Regions from separate parts of the Sus scrofa genome. Here region 2 is linked to region 1. Evidence: chromatin contacts called from public promoter capture Hi-C data. All regions are on one chromosome and are shown on one strand. Each heading gives the region's core, a stretch centred on a gene start, on an enhancer-like site or on the middle of the called end of the contact. The rest is flanking DNA. Distances are from core to core; before and after follow the strand shown. Region 1 holds the start of ADORA2A (adenosine receptor A2a). Region 2 holds the start of SUSD2 (sushi domain-containing protein 2).

Region 1 (3,763 bases), core at 681-3,180:
GTCTGGGCTCGGACCGGCTCTCGAACTCGCTCTCGGAGCGGCGGGAAGAGACGGGGCGGCGGGGCACCTGAGGGAGGGGACCCGCGCCGCCCGCCATGCCGGCCCAGCAGCTCCGACAGACCCACGCCGCCAGGCAGCCCTCCTGAGACTCTGGGGACCCCGGACCCGGGACCCCTCTGACCTGCTCCTCGCTCGCCGGCTCCCGCGGTCTCCGCCGCAGCTCCGGCTGCGACTTCGACTCCGGCCGCGCCGCCCGCGGCCGCCCCCTGCAGGCGACTTCCAGGCTCGCGCGGCCCTCGACTCGCCCCGCCCCGCCGCGCGGGGAAACCGAGGCCCGAGGGCGCCAGGGCGACCGGCCCGCCAGCCCCGCGGACGCCCTCCGCGCCCTTCTCCGGCCACCTCCACCCGCGCCACGCCCCTCCCTTCCGACGAGTCCTTGCCCAGGGGCCCGGGCCCCCGCTCCCTCCTCTCCAAGAAGCCCCCAGGGCTGCCCTCGCCGCTGAGATCCTTCCGGAGCACATCCTGGGAGCGGGGCGGGCCGGGCCCCGACGTCATCCTGGGAAGCGCCCTGTGACCGCGCCTCCTCAGATTTTTTCATGGATCCCCAGTTCCCGAAGGAGAAAGTTCAGTATCCTTACAAGGGCCCGAAGGGACATGCCTGCCATAGAGCCCCAGCCTTGTCCTCCCTTGCTGAATCTGGTGGGTTGCGTGTGCCGGTGCCTCGGTTCAAAGGATGCTTCTGGGAAGCCGGCCTCAACTTCCAGTGACCCCTCTGAGACCTCCCCGGCTCTGGGGCCTGGTCAGGCCTTCCACCTTCCCAGCCCGCATCGCAGACCATCCTGGAATCTCAGGCCCCGTCCCCCAGATCCACGTTGTGGATTCCAGATTGGGAAGGACCTCACATGGATTGGACCTCAGCACAGCCGCAGGAGGAGCCCCTCTTCCACCCTTGAATCGGGAGTAACCCCAGTTCTGTGCTCAGCAGGACAATTGCTCAGAGGCCAGGGGTGCTGGTAGCTAAGGGCTCACAGGAACCTTGCATTCTCAAATCTCCTGGGACCAGCAGAGTCACACATGGGAGCAGGGCTGTGCAGCAGCCCTGCAGGCTGGGAGGGCCAGTGGGAAGAGAGAGCCTCCACAGGCACTCGGCCAGCTGCTCCAGCCTCAGATGCAGAGCCCTAGGAGATGCCCCTCACTTGCCAGGACCCAGCCTCCAGTGCCTGGCAGCCTCCCCTGCTCACTCCCTCCAGCCAGCTGGGTCCCCTGCTCCCCGTTTCCCGATGTTCAGTGTCCCTGCACCCACTCTGCCCCTGTTCAGGACCCTGACATAACTCAAGGAAAACCCGAGACTTCATGGGACAAGGCACATGAGAATGTTCAAATTGGGAAGTCCCCTGTCCCTGGCTGCCTTTCCAACCCCCCACTTGGCCTGCAGACCCCTTACCCCCATTCACTGGGTCCAAGCCACCTACTGGCAACAGCAGGCTGTGCTGTCCTGTCCTCCCGCACTCATGAAGGCACCCCCCTTCCTGTGGCTTAGTGAAGGAACTCCCCCTCTAGGTGGGCCACTGCCCCTGGGAACACCCCGGGGGATGCCCTGGCCTTGTGGCTTTCCTGCCCGCCCTAAGGGACCTGCTGCCTCACCTGTAAAACGAGACTGTTGTCTTCTGCTCTGTCACCTCCTGAGCTGTGCCACCAGTCAGAATCCAAGGGACCTGGGGAAGCAATGCCCACCAGGGGAGCCTCCCCCAGGCTCTGCGTTCCCTCACCTGCTCTCCGGGCATTGCAGGGAGCAAACTCCTACAGCTGAGACAAAACCCTCCTGCCCACACCTGGGGCCCATATCCACTCAAGGCCTCACTCAAACACACAAGGAACAACTCCTCTCGGAGTTCCCACTGTGGCTCAGAGACGAATCTCACTAGCATCCATGATGACACAGGTTCGATTCCTGGCCTTGCTCAGTGGGTTAGCTGTGGTATAGGTCACCGACAAGGCTCAGATCCCGAGTTGTGGTGTAGGCCGGGAGGTGTAGCTCTGATTGGACCCCTAGCCTGGGAAACTCCATGTGCTGTGGGTGAGGCCCTAAAAAAATAAAATAAAATAAAAATAAAAAGACAAAAAGGAACAGCTCCTCTTGAGAGTCACCTGGGGCCCAGACAGGACTACAGGTGGTTCATTGGGCAGAGACCAACACTCAGCAAATGCTGGGGTCACTCTAGTCTCCAGTGTGGGCTGCTATGAGGCTCTTCCATGCAGTTTCCATTCTGGAGCCTTCCCTTGTAGAACTCCCCATGTGTGGCCGGCCACACCCAGTGCCCAAGGGCTGAAAGCTTGGTTTCTGCACCTGGCCCTCAGAGAGCACCCTCTGTGGTGAGTACCCCAGGCCTAGGGTGGTCAGTAGGGCCTAGCTTGCTTTCAGCCCTTGAGCCAGCTCCCTAGGCCCTGGAACCCACCTGCTCTTGAGGCAGCAAAGTCCCCAGCCTTCCCCTACTGCAGCTTAAGGCGGGAAGCGTCCTGCGCGAGTTGCCATGTGTCTTAAAGTCTCCAATGAAGCCATTGCCCAGGGACAGCCCATGACAGGAAGCAGGTACACAGGAGGGCTGTTCACGGTCTGCCTCCCCCAATAACACCCCTCCACCCCGCTGTCTTGCCAGGTCTGTGCTCTTGGCCTTGTGGGTACTCCCCAGGTGTCAGACCGGGGCTGGGGGAGCACTGAGGGTGGTGGGTGTCCCGTCTCCTACCTCTGGGCCTTGGTTTCCCTGCCCAGCCCCAATCCAGGCCGTGAAGGCTGTGGGTGCCCGCCCTTCCTTCCGTCCAGCCCTGGCTCCCCAGGCCCGGCAGTGGGGCCAGCTGGGCTCTCCTGCTCCAGAATTCCGTTCTCAGATTCCTGCCCCGCAACCCGCTCCCACCCGCTTTTTGTTCCTGTCCAGGATGCACCTGGTGGCCTCTGGCCCCTGATTGTTTCTCTGGGGCCAGCTGGGCCGCATCAGGGAGAAAGCACGCCTGACCCAGGATGAAGGGCCCAGCGTCCCTGGGGGCAGCCAGGCCACCCTGAGGTACTTGCCGACTCCTCCTCCAAATGAGGGGCTCTGCTGGCCTCGCTCAGTGGGTTAAGGATCTGGTGTTGCCGTGGCTGTGGTGTAGACTGGCAGCAACAGCTCTGATTGGACCTCTAGCCTGGGAACTACCACATGCCGAGGGTGCGGCCCTAAAAAAAAAGACAGATGGGGGGCTCTGGAATTAAGGAAGTGGAAGGACCTCACGGAACTCCAGTTCATGCCCAGACTAAGGCCCCCAAAGCAGAAGCACACAAGGCTGCTCCCTGGGTGCCTGAAGCCGGGCAGCTGCAGGACCACCCCATCTTCGAGTCCAGCCCTGGGAAGATGCTCCTGGAGTCAAAGGGCAGCACCGCTGGGAATCCTGTGTCTCTGAGCTGACCTGGGCGCGTCAATGTGGATATGGAAACCAGAGCCAGGTGGGAGGGGAGCCTTGTCCTGGGCTGTGGAGGCTCTTCAAGAGAACAACGGCCTGAAGCCTAGACCCAGGCGCCAGCATAGCAGCAGCTGTCAGAACTTCAAAGTCACCCCCTCCCCACTCTTCCCGCAGCCCAGCACCACCCAGTTTAAGATGAGGTCTGAAGAGACCCTTCCTGGGGTCACCGTGCTACAGAGGTGGTAGAGTGCTGCTGGCAGACTGGAGACTTGGGTGTCCCTGCTTCCTGCCTGACGGGGTGCTGGTGAGGTATCATCCTGAGCCCCTC
Region 2 (3,589 bases), core at 952-3,451, 220 kb before region 1:
TCCCCCTCTGACAGGACCAGCCAAGGGAATTGGGCTCAGCACAAGACATAAACATGGGGCTCCTCGTTCAAAAATTAAGAATTTTTAAGAGTTTCCTTGTGGTGCAGGAGACTAAGGATCCAGCCTGGTCACTGCAACAGCTTGGGTCACCACTGTGGCGCAGGTTCAATATCTGGCCCGGGAACTTCCACATGCTTTTTTTCTGTTTTTTTGGCCACACTTGCCACATATGGAAGTTCCCAGGCCAGGATCGAACCTGTGCCACAGCTATGTGGCAACACCAGGTCCTTAACCCAAGCACAGTACCGGGCCTCTGGTTGAACCCAAGCTGCTGCAGAGACCCCGGATCCCTTACTGGGTGCACTAGAACAGAAACCCCCCAAAACAACCATTTTAATGCTAGCCCTGCTGTCCCAGCTCCCAGCCCATCTTGTGTGGGGAAGCATAGGTTTCTAGAGGTCCAGCCCACCCTCCACACTGTCCAGCCTCTCGGTGCTGTGAGGCTTGGCCACCACCCCCACGGCTGGAGCCTCCCCTGAACGGCATTTTGTCCAGGATGGGGGCAGAGATCCTCATTACTGCCCTCATGGGCTGGACCCTCTAGGAAGAAAGGCCCAAGAGGCTGAGCACCACCAGGGTCCCCAGACTAGGTCTGGCAGAGCCACTTTGGGAACCCAGAAGCACCAAACCCATCCTGGTTCAGGCCCGTCTCATGGCTACAGAGGCTGAGGGGGCAGCACTTACCCAGCAGATCCCCAGGGCCCACACGCTGCACTCCTGCTTCCAACCCTCTTAAGGCACCAACAGAGTGCAGGCTGTGAAAAGATGGCTACCTTCCCCCAGGCCCTCACACCCCCTTCCTGGGATCAGCCTAGAGCCCCTCTTGACTTGGACGCAGGACACCTCAGACCCACCCGGAACATTCGTTTCCTGAGCCCTGAGGCCCAGGTGAGTCCCAGCACCAGCCCCCAGGCTAGGCCTCAGTGCCCACACCCAGGGTACCTGTTCGAAGGGTACCCCAGGTGCTCAGTCATGCAGTTGGGAGCTGTGGTTCCCAACTAGCCCAGCCATCTGTGAGAGAGCCGGCTCTGAGGGGCGGTGACCAGGGCAAAATGCTGGCTGACCCCCCACAGCCAAGGCTGGTCACAGCCTAGTGACCTAGGCCCATGCCCCACTGAGGGGTCCAGGAACCTGTCTCCTTGAGAAACTGCCACTGGGGAGAGGGCTGTCTGCCTCTCCAGACCCCCAGCCTAGGTAGCAGGGCCCACTTGAGTCCCAGGCCTGTGCTTTCCCCACCCCACTCCCACCCCACCTGCTATAGAGCTTGCAGAAACCATCTCCAGGGAGACCTCACCGCCCCTCCCTGCTTTGCTGTCTGGGCCTCAGTTTCTTCACCTGTACTAGTGGGAGGGAGGTGAACAAGAGATTATGCAAACTCTGCAGTGAAAGGAGAGGGGTGCTGGCATTGGGCGGTGGCGCTGGGCGGCTCCTTTCCTGGTCCCCAGCCCAGGGCAGAGGCACAGCTGGAGCCTGACTGAGCCTGTTTCCTAATGGAATCTCCTAGGAGCCCAGTGGAGTCCCTCCAAGGGAAACCAGTATCCTGGGCTCAGCTCCCCATCTCACCCCCATCCCACTCCAGGGTTAAGTAGCCAGGGGCCGTGCCCCTCCCTCTTCTGCTTTCCCCTCCTCCCTCAAGGGGGATCCCCTGCAGAGCTATGTCTGACAGCTCCCGCCCTCCCCAGGAGGGCGCCCTCCACCAGCACCCACACAGTGCAGGCCCCAGTGCAAAAGTACTTGCTTCCTCACCTGGCCAGGCTGTGGGGAGGACCTGGGCATACCGCTACCTGCAGGGAAGCTGGGGTACGAGTCCTCTGGCCTGGGGCCCCCGGGGCGCGGGGGGAGGGGTGGCGCTAGAATCCTGGGATTTCAAGGACAACCCTGCCTCACCCCCAAGGCAGTATCCCATCCCCTGTGGGAGCTCCGCCTGCCCCCCTAGAGGAGGGCGGGGAAAGTGGCTGGGGTCCAGGGCCTGAGCTGCAGCCTCCGGACATCCGGCTCCAGGACGCTCAGCTCCCTCCCCTGTGTCGCAGGCCTGGAGGGCCAGGAATGTGCTAACGGAGCAGGTTGGGCTCTGCTAGCCCATCCGGCACCTGTGGACTTTGAGAGGGGACAGGGTGGGGCGGGGCGGGGCTGCAGCACGGGGCGGGGCCAGGCCATGGGGAGGGAGCGCCGCCACCTCCCAGCCACTGCTGCGCTGGCTGCAGACACAGGCCGCACAATGCAGCTGTCCCTCCTGCTCTGGGCCCTGCTGCTGCTGGCGACAGCCCCCGGCCCAGGCCCCTGGCCTGCAGCAGGTATGCCCTCACCCTGCCCTTCTGACCCCCTGTCACTCTGTCTGTCTGCCTGCTGTAGCCAGACCCAGGCTAAACCTCCCTGGCCTCAGCCTCTGTCCATCTGTCGGTCCATCTGACGCTACCGGGGGTGGTAAGAAGAAATTCTCAGAAGCCCAGGATCAAGGGGCTGTTGGTGGGGAGGGGGATCCAGGCCGTGCCCACCCTAAACTGGCTGGGAGCCCAGAGGCGGTGGGGGAGGGAGGGCACCAGGCCGTGTGAGCCTCGGCCCACACCTCGAGCCTGTGGAGGGTGTGTTTATACATGGAGGAGCCCCCACCCCCACTGGGCCCCCTGCCTGGCCAGGTGTAGGGCTGTGGGTACTTCTCAGGGTGGGCTGGACCCCAGAAAGTCCAGGGTAAGGCCCATGCCTCCCGGAGCTGCACTCAGTTCCTGAGCCAGGACCCTGGCCCTTCCACTGCGCTGGGCTGGGCTGAGCTGATTTTCCCCAGCTCCCTAGCCCCCTCCCCAGCCTATCTCCCATCTCAGGGAAGCACCAACACCCTCCTGGCACTTATCTCACTTACCGGCATCCCTTGGCCTCCTCCCCTAATCCCTCAAGCCATCTCATCCTCAGTCAATAAATATTTATTGAAGCTCTTGAGTGCCAAGCCCTGCACTGAGTGAAGTGGGCTGCAGTGGTGACTCAGGCCCAGGCCTGGCCCTTGACTGGCCCTTTAGGGGGTGGCAGGGAAGAGCCAGATTAGGAGTGCCTCCAACCCCCCGCAGCACCCCCCCATCACCCTCTCCCCTATCCTGGCCCTGCCCTCTCCCCTGGGTCAGACCCCTGACCTCTGTGGGGTCTGACACTCCTCTCCCCTAAGAGAGGGGTGGGCTCCCTTCCAGGCCATAACTGGTGACCCTCACCACCCAGCAGAGTGAGATAGGGCCTCCTGGGCTTCCAGTGGGATTCTCAGTAGCCACAGCCCCAGTCCCCAGACCAAGCAAGCCAGGCTGGGGTCCCTCTCCAGGCCACCGGTGCACTGATTCTTTTCAGGGGTAGAGAGAGGTCCCCAGCCCACATCTAGAGGTCAGGCACCTACAGCCATCTGAGGAGGCTCTCAGGTCTAGGACTTGGTGGCTGAGGGTCAGTCCCACCTCAGGGCTCCTCCTGAAAAGTTTTATGTCAGGAGGCATTTACCTGAATGCCCTCTCATTCTAGCCAGTCAGGCCAACTGGACTAACCATGACCCCATCCA

What was found. Promoter capture Hi-C pulls out the DNA fragments that hold promoters and counts their contacts.
Region 2: a contact with region 1 is called in a promoter capture Hi-C map of liver, with 4 times the contacts expected there. The contact joins the promoter of SUSD2 here to the promoter of ADORA2A in region 1. A contact is called at or near these places in 1 of 5 promoter capture datasets (liver) and 3 of 47 Hi-C or Micro-C datasets (alveolar macrophages, embryonic fibroblasts and liver).

Annotation. Positions count from the first base shown.
Region 1 is chr14:49,465,353-49,469,115 of Sscrofa11.1, reverse strand. ADORA2A (adenosine receptor A2a) reads right to left here and starts at 1,930. Exons shown (of 3, transcript XM_003483462.4): 1 at 182-1,930.
Region 2 is chr14:49,682,355-49,685,943 of Sscrofa11.1, reverse strand. SUSD2 (sushi domain-containing protein 2) reads left to right here and starts at 2,201. Exons shown (of 16, transcript XM_013983126.2): 1 at 2,201-2,354. The coding sequence starts at 2,216.